Regions from separate parts of the Mus musculus genome. Here regions 1 and 3 are each linked to region 2. Evidence: chromatin contacts called from public Hi-C data. All regions are on one chromosome and are shown on one strand. The core of a region is the stretch at or near the end of the contact, and the rest is flanking DNA. Distances in the headings are between cores, read along the strand shown. Region 1 holds the start of Mal2 (mal, T cell differentiation protein 2). Region 2 holds the start of Samd12 (sterile alpha motif domain containing 12). Region 3 overlaps Ext1 (exostosin glycosyltransferase 1).

Region 1 (4,158 bases), core at 92-2,591, 670 kb after region 2:
GAACAAAGCAATACAGAGAAGTTGAGGTTTCCTACTAGATAGCCAGCACACACGAACTGCCAGAAACTGGTGACTAACAGGTGGTGGTGTCAGGAAGCCCAAACAAGGTTTCATCCACACCCTCCTTTGTGGCTTTTACTGTAGTGCCACCACCACACCTAAGAGTTTCGATTATTAAAATAATGAAGACATAGGGTAAAACCTGCTGACAACCCATGCAGGGAACAACTCACAGTTCAAGAGCTAAACTTAATAGATCAGAACAAGACTCAATTTGTAGAATGTCCGATACTCGAATAGGTTTGTGTGTCCGTGTACATGTGTGCACGCATGCATATGTGTATAGTAGACACACATTTACATATCCACATACTTGATTGCTGTTCTTGTTGCTTGACAGGTTCTTTCTAGGTATCCCAAGCTATTCTATTACCAGCTTTGCAGTCTATGCTGACTTCAAACTCAGGGCAATCCACACTCTGTGAAGTACTATGATTCCGGGCGTGTATCCCCATGCCTGGGTCAGGTTTTACCAACGTGGTCTACATATGTGCTGATCTGTGGAACTTATCTTTAGATGATCTCTGAGAAATGTCCCTTTGTTCATTCCACTTTCAGAACATTGACAGCAAAACCAATAAAATGGGAATGCAAGGGGGGGAAACTGGGGCTTGGGATTCATATGTAGTAGTGTCCTGTTCTGTTTTAATAATTGTTAAGTCTTTAAAAGCAGTAGCAAAGAATACCTTTCTGAAAATGGAATAAAAAGTGTCTGTGTGGAAACGTAATGAAGCTAACATTTTGTGTATGATTATTGACGTCAAAACTGGAAAAAATAGCTACCATCCTATAAGCTACATCGCTTCCTGTACACCTAACTCTTCTGCCCATCATTGGTGGACATCCTCGTACGGATTTCTGAGACCAGAACAGAAATGACTCAAGGCCTTCCTCCAGGGTCCCACTGCCAACGACTCCAATGTGCTACATGACCCTGAAAATCCCCCTAGAATCGCCTTTAAAACAGGCATCCCATTTTCCAGGTGTGCCTGGCAACTTGGTGTTTTCCTTCTGAGTCACAGCCTCTGTCTTCCTACCCAACTGGGGAAAGTGGGTGAGGACCAGCGGGGAGACTTGAGTGGGATGGGCAGGTGGGAACCAGCAGACAGTTAGTGCAGGAGCAGCAAGTGATCTGAAGATCCAGGAGGGCTGCAGAGCTGGCGCTGAGGCTGGGGCGCACCACACCTGTGCTGGTGACCCTGACTGTCGCTAGGGCGGAGGCGCGCTCACCTGTGCCCACGTGACGGGGCGGGCCTCTGTCGGCAGAGGGCCCGTGGCCACACCCTTTCCGCGAGCAGCACGCCTGAACCCCACGGATCGGATCGGCGGCGGCGGCGGCGGCGGCGGCCAAGCCCGGGAGGCGGCGGCGGGACGCGGGAGGCGGTGGCGGCGGTGGCGGTGCGCGGAGACGTAGCAGCGGCAGCATGTCGGCCGGCGGAGCAGTCCCGCCGCCCCCGAACCCTGCCGTGTCCTTCCCGGCGCCCCGGGTCACCCTGCCCGCTGGCCCCGACATCCTAAGGACGTACTCCGGAGCTTTCGTCTGTCTGGAGATTGTAAGTGGGGCAGCTTAGGTGAAGATCGAGTCCCGGGAGCATGGACAGGCAGCATCCTTGCCCCCAGCCCGGGGTTGGTCCCTCTGAATACCCCTCCCTCAGCCTTCATCCTCTAGAAGTGGCCTTTTACTGGAGTCAGTCTCGGGGTCCTCTCCACTTAGGACCCGGGCCTCTTGCCTGGCACCTGTTACGCGGACACCTGCTCGCCGGCCTGGAATGGAAATGTGCCCTAGAGACCGATCAGGCTAGGGGCCCATGATTAGGGACTTGGGCAGGAGCCCTCTCCTGTTGGATCTCGGGGACTCTGGGCTTTGGATAGGAGCTGCGTTTGACTAGAGGAGGAACCAGCGTTCTCGGCCTTTCCCGTTGCCAACCTGCCATTTTGTTGGGTGGTGCAAAGGTGAACTGATGACTGGGTGGCCAGGAAGCTGTTAGGATGTGGAAAGCCTGGACGGGAGGCGCCAGGGAAAGGAAGAGGAGGCTGAAGCCTGGGTATGGTTTTCACCAGACTCACCCTTGCCATAGCCAGTGCCCTTTGGATTGAGAAAGAACAGGGCAGGGAGAAAGGTGAGGTTGTAGGTGCAGCAGGCAGTGTGTAATCAAGTGGGTGTGAAAATGGAGGGGCAAAGTGGAAGTGGGGCAGTCAGCCTCAGCTCTTGCCTTTGCACCTCCTGTCCTTTTCTAAGTTTACCTGAGAATTCCAAACCACCTCAGAACACTTTGCTCCGCCCAAAGTCAAGTTGATGCCACAAGCCTGCCCTGCCACCTTGTTGAACTAGACACTTGAACTTAGCGAAAGGAATGCTGTGGAGTTGGGAGTTTTTGAAGCTCCTTGTGGACAAGGGGGAAATGTGCAAATAGAAATTGGGCAACTGGGGTTGCGTCATGCTGGGAGAATGTCAAATAGAAAGACATGTCAGCAAAGCGGTGTCATTCCTGTCGGCTGGTTCTGTTTGCTCTGTTTAGGGTTTTCATGTCAACCCTCATCCACTCCTGCGAGTTTGCATAACCTGGATCTAGGTCACTCGGGGTTCCCTTTTGTGCTGCTGAGCTGAAAACCTTGTGGGCATTGGTTTTCTGCCCCATTATGCTTAGGTAGCCAAGCCACCTTGGGTTTAGCTCAGATTTGAATCTGAAAGAAGAGACCCAAGTGAATGAGTCACAGGCAGTGGCACCTGAGATCAGATAGTGAGTGTGACACTAGAAGACCCTGGCATGGGTTCGGATTTGAGCCCAATTCAGCATCGTAGGAATGACTAAGGTGGGTGGCAGGCATCCATGTGAGAGGAACAGGGAGGAGATGGCGTTGGACCAGACTCCTGACTGTGGAGGGGACACAGCTTTTAAAACAGGAAGCGTTGCAGAGAAAGAGTTCCCAGATTCTGGGCTCCTTTCCTGCCGTGTTCCTCAAGTTCCACGTGCTTGCTTCCTCTTTCACGAGTTCTTCCCACGGCTTTAGTTACGTCCTACTTATCCTGAAATTTACAGAGGATCTGGAGACATAGAGGCACAGCTTAAACTTTGGTAGAAGTTAGGCTCAATCCTCAGGAGTAATGTACAGTTAATCTCCAATTTGATAGGTTGGTTCCTCATAGTTATTCAAATATATAGGTAAAACATACACACAGAAGTCTTTCATATGTATGTATGTATGTATGTGTGTGTGTGTGTGTGTGTGTGTGTGTGTGTGTGTGGTGCACGGAAGTCTTACTAAATCAAGTGATACTCAGGATCCACCTGTGGATGTGCCACACTTCATGGGACACTAGTACTAAAGGTTAACAAAGCAAAGAGGTGACTTATTGAGCCCCTCCCAACTTCATATCTCCTTTTCCTATCTACCATAGTAGTTAGTTCTCAATTCTTGCTGTACTTAATAACTTGGCAGCTCTTACAAGTCCTGATGCCAGCCCAGCCTAATTAAATGAGAGTCTCTAGGGGAGCACCCAGAGTCAGCTAATTTTTTTTAAAGGTCCCTGGGGATTCTAATACATAGTATAGCTGCAACCCACTGATAGAGTCTTTGAACCAGGCTGTGTAGAAAAGAGAATTTCCTCACAAATGTGAATATGTATGTTTGTTAGAACAGATAGGATGATTAGATCCTGGAAATGTGAGGAAGTATCTCACACATTTCCAAAAACGTAGCTTGCTTCCTGCTTTCTTAAACTTCTGCTCCTCTGGAAACTTACCTAACCCTGACATGTGCTCAGACGCTTATAAAGATAGAAGTGTCTCTTTGAATTTGCACCGTGTGTGTGTGTGTGTGTGTGTGTGTGTGTGTGTGTGTGCATGCACATACGCACACATGCATGTTCAGTTGATGTGGGTGCATGTGTGTGGGCTCATGCTTGCGTGTGCAAGTGCATATGGAGGCCAAAGGACAACTTTGGGTGTCATTCCTCAGAGACTGCCCACTGTTTCTTTTTCATATTTTGCTTATTGAAGCAAGGGGGGGCATGATCACTTCCATAATACTTTATGGAAGTAAGAGGACAACTTCAGGAGTGGATTCTCTACTTTTACTTTGTGGATCCCAGGGGTC
Region 2 (4,470 bases), core at 782-3,281:
CTACTACACTGTTCCCAAAACAGTATCAAGTCCATTTTTTTCTTCCAGATATAGACACAAAGGCTCAGATATTATTATATGCTATATTTTCTTTTAAGTTGCTCTAATAAAATTCCTCTTTCCTCGACTCACTATTTCTCAGTGAAGATGCATAAGCTGGTCACTATTTGATCTTGACCTGTGATTCTGTACATGATGGTCACATGGATTAGGACATTTAGCCTCCTGATGATCTCAGGGCACAAAACTCTGAAGTAGTAACACTGGGTACCGTTTCCTAAATCTCAAATGAGCACTAACAGAGCAATGCCATTCTCAGCAGGAGAAGAAAACAGTAGTTTTGAGACTTCAAACATGAGGGCTGAGAGGGGCCTTAAAACTTCCCATCTGTGGCATTTGGACAACTAAGAAGGCCTCAGGCACCCTTATGGAGTCAGTTTTAAGAGTTCCATGAATGTTTATTGTGCAATCCACAGGCAGTTTTTGAGGGCATGCTATGAAGCACGTTCTATGCTACTGCTTGGCAAATCGGAGTTTTTGGTCTCAGTCTCCCAGTGCTTCGGATTCCAGTGAGAGACATATGAAGTGTGATATGTGTAGATTTAGGCACTGGTGCTGGGGAATATGAGAGCAGGAGGCCCCCAAACTACCGACATGCTTTTCTACCTGAGAGAAGGGTAGAGGGGTGTGTGTTGGGGAGGTGGACATGTTTCCTGGCACAGTTGGAAAAGCTGAAAGTAGAGACATCTAGCTAAGAGGCTCTGATCCTGAGATCACCCAGACTCAGTCCTGAGTTTACAGGTGTTGAGTGTATGAGTTGGACCCTTGCTACTTCAAGTAAAGGGCCAGGGTATTTATTTCATTTGCTGTCTCCTGAGGCAGAGAGGTGAGGCAGAAGCAAGAAACCCTGTTGGTTGTTCTTCTCTGTAGCCTCCAAGGAACCGGATCATTTCCCTTTGGCAAGCAGCCTGATGTCGCTGGCAACCACGCCTTCCTTTTCCTGCTTCAGGTCCCCTCTAACCCTAAGTGCACTCAGGAACCATAATTCTGGAAGTGAAGGTAGGCTCCCTTTATAATCCTACACTCATTTCACTTTATCTCATCATAGAGGTATGAGACACCAGAAACCCTCCTGCTACACATGCCCTCCCTTTCATCTCCCCCGCCCATATCCCCGGACCTACCCTGAACAAAAAGTCTGTCCTCTAAAGTAAGTGAAAGTGACGTGGAAAACTCCAATCCCTCAAAATTTGCCTGACCCAACTCTTAACCGGAAAGTACAAAACAGGCAGGGCTGTGCAATCAAAATGGCAAACTCGAAGTCCAAAATTATACAAGGAAATAGGAAGGCAGTCTTCAAAGGAAAGAATTTCCCAATCCAAGCGGCTGCCTTACACTGATTCTGTGAACTTTGCTAACCCCTGGGCAGGACTATACAGAAGCAGATGTAAAGGCAGCCCCATCCTAGGGGCATATCTGCTACAGGCACTGCTGGTTACACACAGCGAGGGGTCCTCGACCCAGTGGCAATCCAAGCTTCTGGATGACGCACCTGGCTAGAGTCCTTTCCCACGTGTGGGTGGCAGAGCGTGCATCCCCAGCAATGTGGCCACCCAGCCTACCTTGGCTGGAGGGGAAGGGAAAGGGCAAGTCAGGGCTATTCCCTCGCGCTGGACTTCCCGGTTGTCCACCCATTTCCATCACAAAGCTGAGGACTGGGAGCGCTCTTTTTTCACCTTCTGCCCTGAAGTCCTGCTCACCTACACCTCTCTCAATGGCAAACGAAGCAGGTGCCTCCTGGCCTGGCAAGGCTCAGGTGAGCGCCAAGTGGTACAAGGGAGAAGGGGCCCGCTTGCCGCCACCCCCTTTTCTCTCCTCCCCACCGGAGCCGAGCTTCATCAGGGATGTGTGAATTGGAGTGCGCGGGTTAAGAGGGAGCTTAAAACGCCCCAAGCGTCCCTTACCTTCCACAGCCATTCTCTCAGAGCTTGCCTAACGCATGCATAATTTTCTTGGCCGAGGTACTCCTCCTGCCCCGCGCTCCCCCCTCCCCTTGCTTTCGCCTAAATATTCTGCGCTCATCTGCTCCAGGACCAACCTGCTGCGGTCACGCAAAGCGAACAGCCAGCTCCTGCTCCGCGCGAGGCGGCATGGGAGTTGTAGTCCGTTCTTGCACAATCTCCCAACCCCCTCGAAGCCTCCCATTTGTCCCGTGCAGCTCGATTTCGCCACCACAGTAGGAGCGTATATCTACATTCTGTGACATAGGACTGACTACCTGCTCTTCTACGGACCTCGGAAGGGAACCCCGAGAGTGATGGATGATGACATTTGGGAGGACTACATCTCCCAGACTGCCGTGCTCCTAGCTTCTTTCAGCTTTGAGAGAACTCTTGATTGAGACCTTAGCTGTCATTTAAAAGCTTTTAGGCACCTAGCAGTCTTTGGGAGGGAGACAGCAGGGCAGTGGACTTGGCGGGCCACTGGAATCTGGGCGCACTTGGTCAGTGAGGAGAGCAGATGCGCTGGGGATGCTTGTGGCAGTCCCTCTGGGCCAGAGACTTACTCCACAAGGTGCAGTCAAAACTTGTTCTCATCCTGAAATATTTGGGGTTGTGAGATGTCCCTCCAGGAGAAACAGCTGACTTCTGAACCTCTTGGTTGTTTACAGAGTTAAATACTGACGAGGGTAGGATGGCTTTAAAATCTTCCAAAGACAATATCCTAATGAGGCTGCTAAGATTACATTTTCAGGGCATCAGAGCATGGAATAGCTGGATTCCAAAGTGAGAGGCTGTCAACTTTCCTGGCTAGGGTGTCCCTTGGCTGCCTGTGATAGAGTCTTAACACTATACACAGTTTAGTTGCTTTCCACCTCTGAACCTATGATCTTCCTGTGGGGCTGTCTGGTACAATTTTAAATACATACTACATACATGCGTGCATACATACATATATACAAACAAACAAAGAGAGAATCACATGTATGACAGAAACTCCCTGTCGCACCACTGGAGTTCCTGCCTGGCTACAGGAGGTGGCCTCTTCAGGTTCCATATACCCAATGCATTGAGTCATACCTAAGGACACCCCAGTGATTCTTCGGCACCTCCCCTATCCCAAGTCCCAAGTCTCTGTCTCTTCCTGAAGATGCTCCTTACCTCCTACCACATCAGTTGCAGATTTCCATTCATTCTTATGGCCATCCAGCCATCCCCCTGCCCCTCCCTGCACCCAACCCCTTGCCTCCCACTCCTCTCCTGATCCCCACTCTATCCAGTTCCCTTTCTCCATCTGCCTTCTACAATCATTCCATTCCCCCTTCCAAGTGTTTTCCTGACCAGCATCCTTGGGTCTCTTGGACTGTAGCATGAGCATCCTGTATTTTTTTTATTAATCACTTTATTCATTTATATTTGAAATGATATCCCCCTTCCCAGTTACCCCTCTGCAAAGTCCCCATCCCATCTTCCCTCTCCCCCATCCCCTTTACCTCTATGAGGGTGCTCCTCCATCCACTCATGCACTCCTGCCTCACTGTTCTAACATACATACACTGGAACACCAAGTCTCCACAGGACCCAGGGCCTCCCCGCCCATTGATGTCAGATAAGGCCATCCTCTGCTACATATGTGGCTGGAGCCATCGGAGCTATTTGTACTCTTTGGCTGGTGGTTTAGTCCCTGGGAGCTCCATGTGGTTTAGTTAACTGATATTGTTCTTACTATGGCGCTGCAATCCCCTTCATCTCTTTCAGTCCTTCCCTCTAGCTCTTCCATTGGGGTCCCTGGGCTCAGTCAGATTGTTGGCTGTGAGTATCTGCATCTGTATTGGTCAGGTGCTGGTAGAATATCTCAAGGAACAGTCATACCAGGTTCTTGTCAGCAAAAGCTTCTTTATGTAAGCAATAGTGTGGGGGTTTAGTGTCTGCAGATGGGATGGATCCCTAGGTGGGGCAGTTTCTGGATGACCTTTCCTTCAGTATCTGTTCCATTTTTTGGTCCCTGTCTTTCCTATAGACAGGAACATTTCTGGGTTAAAAATTTGACAGGCCATCCTGTATTTTATGGCTAATATCCACTTATAAGTGAATACATACACATAACCTTTTGGAATTAGGTTACCTCACTCAGGATAATATTCTCAAAATCCATCCAGCCTGCAAAATTCATGATGTCTTTGTTTCTCATAGCTGAATAGTATTTCAATTTGTAGATGTAACACATTTTCTTTACCTAATTTTCAGATAAGGGACACCTAGGTTGTTTCCATTTGGGGGGGGGTATTATGAATAAAGCTGCTATGAACATAGTTGAGCAAGTGTCTATTTGGGATGGTGGATCAGATTTTGGGTATATGCCCAGAAGTGGTATAGCTGGGTCTTCAGGTATAACTATTCCCACTTTTCTAAGAAAATGCCAAATTGCTTTCCAAAGGGGTTGTACAAGTTTGCACTTCCATCAGCAATG
Region 3 (3,884 bases), core at 267-2,766, 790 kb before region 2:
ATTTCATTGCTACTTCATAACTGTAATTTTGCTACTGTTGTAAATTATAATGCAAGTATATTATATGTGACCTCCGAAGGGTTTGAGGCCCACAGGTTGAGAAACACTGGTCTAGACTATGGAAAAAACACTTCTGATACAACAATAAGAGAATCCAATGTAAACATGGGCTAACAATTTGAACTGATATTTTTCCCAAAGAAAATGAATAAAGCACCAAGAAGAACACAGGAAGATACTGAGTATCGTTAGTCATTGAAGGAACGGAAATCAACCCAAAACACAAGGAGGTGCCACTTGCTCCCTGCAGGACAGTGTATGATCTAAGAGGACACATGAGAACAAGCACAGATAGAAACATGGAAAACAAGAAAAACAAGAGCTCTTCCTTGGGGGCTACAATGAGAGGAAAATGGTAAGGCTGTTTTGGGGACAATCTGGCAGTTCCTTCTCAAACTAAAAATGGACTTTTCATATGACCCAGCACTGTACTTAGGCATTTATCCCAGAGAAATGAAGGCATTTTTACATAGGAGAACTGTCCACAAATGTATACACTGGATACCCTTCCAAGTATGAATGAGGCAAGATTGTGGTATACACATAGCCTAGATCACTTCTCAGATGAATAAAACATAATGAAGTAAAAGAACACGGATCAAACTACTTAAGTACACAAGGACCTCGAGGATGCTAATGCCGAGTCCAAAGCCACCCTCTAAAGGGTACACACTACATTGCTCCATTTTCATAACACTTGTGACAGCATATAACGACGGGGCCGGAGAACGGAGTAGTCGCTACCATTGGTTAGAGGTGGGGGAGACAGACTTTATAGGTCAAGTGGGGAGACAATCTTCTAAAGTAGACCAGTTCATCTTATTAAGTCAGGAGATGTAAGACATGCTATAATCACATACAACTTAAAACACACACACACACACACACACACACACACACACAGTGAGACAGGAGAGGTATCAACTGCTTTCAGAGAATTTGCAGCTTCAGCTGGTAAACCAGTTGTCTCCCCTTTGTGGCATTACAGTCCACACTCCAGAGGTAATGATGCAGGAGATAGAAGAGCCTTTCTAAGTGGCTCCACAGAAAATGTGCAATAAAAACGACATGACCCTGACTTTAACCTGGAAGCCAGTACCATGCAATAGGTATAATAGTTTTCTTCCTAGAGTTGTACTGAATAAGGTACAGAATATAACCCCATTTCAGATATGCTATGGAATGTTATTTGAAGTCTTCCCTCACCACATAAGATGACTCACTAATAGTGAGTCAGTGTGACTAGGCAAGGGAGACAGAGTGGTTCATACCATTCCACCAAGTGTTGTCCCTGCCACTTGTATCACCTGTGGTACCAGGGAACTGCACAGATCTCAGGATCACCCAGGCCTGCTGAATCCAGAACTCTTGGGAAAGAGCCTTGGATTCTATGTGAGTCCATTGTAATGCCCAGTACATTTTGTGCAGCAGGGAACTGGTAGCTAAAAACTTAGTAAACAAGAGCTCAGTGGTCAAGCAGCCAAACCTGGGTTCACAGTCTATGCTTACCATCCACAAACTGGGCAATCTTGGGAAATACTAATTTGTCTGGGCTTAGTTTCCTGGTTCATCCAAAGGGGTTGATCCTTCTACTGACCTGACCAAATGATACATTCTTTTCTTTTTCTTTTTAATTTCTTTTCTCCCTAGACAGGGTTTCTCTGTGTAGCCCTGGCTGTCCTGGAACTCACTTTGTAGACCAGGCTGGCCTTGAACTCAGAAATCCGCCTGCCTCTGTCTCCCGAGTACTGGGATTAAAGGTGTGCACCACCACGCCCGGCTTCCAAACGATACATTTTAATTAAAGTACAGCACCTTATGAGCATTTCTGCAAAAGATAGCTGTAATCACTTCAGCTGAAGGGAGCCAGCAGATTATCAGAAACACAGGCAGCTGTCAATGAGGAGACCTGGGCTGAAGAATCTGGAGTGTGGCTCTCCTGCGAGACCCCCATGCACATCTCTTAGCTTCTGTCAGTCTCAAAGCTGTGAAGCTCAAATGAAATTATGTACATGCAGTATAATCAGGAAAGTAGTATGCAATTGCAGGTTATTATGGCAAATTATATCAGAAGGAATGGAATAAACATTTTTTAAAAACTACCAACAATGAAAAAAACAAAAAAACAGTTTTGCAAAGACAGCCAAGAGACAAACGAGGAGCAGACCCGTTAAAAGAAAATGAAAGCAGAAGCCGCAGCTCCCCACACAGCAGCAGTGTGTAGTTTAAAAGCTTTCTCCTCATCAGAAGCTGTACAAGGAAGGAAGCCGCTGCTGTGGCTTGCTGTCTTCCCAGGGTTCCCACAGATCCTCTCTCACAAGCACGTTGGCCAAATGATCCTGCTTTTTCGCTAGCCACAGTGGACAGGCAAGAAGCCAGCAATGAGCCTCTAATCTTCAGACTCACACAATTCCAGGCTGCCTGAGGTGATAGTTTGTCTCGAGTATTTACTTATGAACTGGGTGAACATCACAGCTGCTCTTTTTCTGCCAGCCCCGTCCCTTCTAAGTAATGATTCTTCTCTGTTTATACCCAGATTTGAGTCACATCTCTTATGAAAAAAAATCAGAAAGCTAATACTTGGGGTGGCTGAAGTTCCAGAGTGCCCTGTGATGAGGAAAAGGAAATACAGACTAGTGCATCTCTGTTCTTGGATGAGTGTGTGAGTGCGTGTGTGCCATCCACATGTTAGGTCCGTCTTAAGAAGATCGTGGTCCAGTGAAAACACTGTGAAGTTGTCAGATGTTCATATGGAAGCGGGGGGGGGGGGGCAGGGAAGATAAGGCATGGGTGGCTACAGAAGGCATTGGTGAGGAAGATGAGAACAGGGATGTGTATCTCGAAGATTTCCAGGACTCTTTGCTAAGCACTGATGACGGAGCAAGAGCTACAAACACTGGAAGATGGGCATTTCTAGGCTAATGGTAGTCCATCAGGATCAAAGGGTCCATGGGGAGGGAAAACACCCAATTTGGAGTGGGTCAGGAATGGTTAAAGAGCTCAGGGCAGGGGGAGGGGGTTAAGGAGATGATAAGCTTGCTACCTCCTGGAGCTCAGACATTATTCCATGAGAGTGAATCTGAGTCACTGAAGAACTCAAGCGAAAGAATGACAGGATCCCAGAAGTATCCCACCAACCATACAGCTCAACTTCATGGGCAGAGGTGAAATGCTGAAAATGTAAGAAGGCCCCAACTCTTTTCTTTAAACAATGCTGCTTCTGGTCAGCCCACATGGCGTCATATGTCTGAAGACATACAATTCTCATTAAGAAAATTAGTGAGCAGTTCATCTCTGACCTCTTCAACGTGCAACTGCCCTTTGTAGGACTCTCTCCTCAAAACTTCCCTCCAGGTGACTTGTGTGTGTGTGTGGGGGGGGGGGGCATCCTCTGTTGTTTTCTAAGCCTGTTTCCGATACCCTTTCCTAAGTCCAGATAAAATGTTTAAAATTTCAATTACTTTTGAGAAAAGAAATCTTAAAGGTCAGGACATGGGATCGCACAAAATTGATCCGTGGCACTGACTGAACTGAGAAACGTGAATTGGGAGTTGGAAAATGGTTCCAGCTGGCCACTGTACTGTCTGGGTTCTTTTGACAACATGGCACAGAGAAGTATGGGTCCCAGGGGTCATGGAGGATCTGTTGGACTTGTGGGAATTGCTGGCTGATACACACCCACAAGTGTGCACAAAGCTGAGCTGCTTCATACACGTCAATCAGTTCTTCAAATACGTGGAACTGCACTCTGAATGTGATCGATCAGAGTGGCGACAGTCTTAGGGAAAGCCAGCAACTCCCCTGCAGTAAAGGTTGCTACTTAA

The links. Hi-C and Micro-C count contacts between places; a contact is called where the count stands out from the background.
Region 1: a Hi-C map of cerebral cortex shows a contact between it and region 2, with 4 times the contacts expected there. A contact is called at or near these places in 3 of 39 promoter capture datasets (cranial neural crest, embryonic stem cells and hippocampal neurons) and 1 of 484 Hi-C or Micro-C datasets (cerebral cortex).
Region 3: a Hi-C map of cortical neurons shows a contact between it and region 2, with 2.5 times the contacts expected there. A contact is called at or near these places in 3 of 39 promoter capture datasets (embryonic stem cells, hippocampal neurons and pre-B cells), 2 of 484 Hi-C or Micro-C datasets (cerebral cortex and cortical neurons) and 1 of 130 datasets of targeted methods (astrocytes).

The regions. Positions count from the first base shown.
Region 1 is chr15:54,570,025-54,574,182 of GRCm38.p6, forward strand. Mal2 (mal, T cell differentiation protein 2) reads left to right here and starts at 1,342. Exons shown (of 4, transcript NM_178920.4): 1 at 1,342-1,613. The coding sequence starts at 1,485.
Region 2 is chr15:53,900,405-53,904,874 of GRCm38.p6, forward strand. It overlaps Samd12 (sterile alpha motif domain containing 12), which reads right to left and starts at 2,032. Exons shown (of 5, transcript NM_177225.4): 1 at 1,965-2,032. The coding sequence starts at 1,977.
Region 3 is chr15:53,111,630-53,115,513 of GRCm38.p6, forward strand. The region is part of intron 1 of Ext1 (exostosin glycosyltransferase 1); the gene reads right to left. Among named protein-coding and RNA genes, the nearest start is that of Gm41323, 180 kb to the left of the region's middle.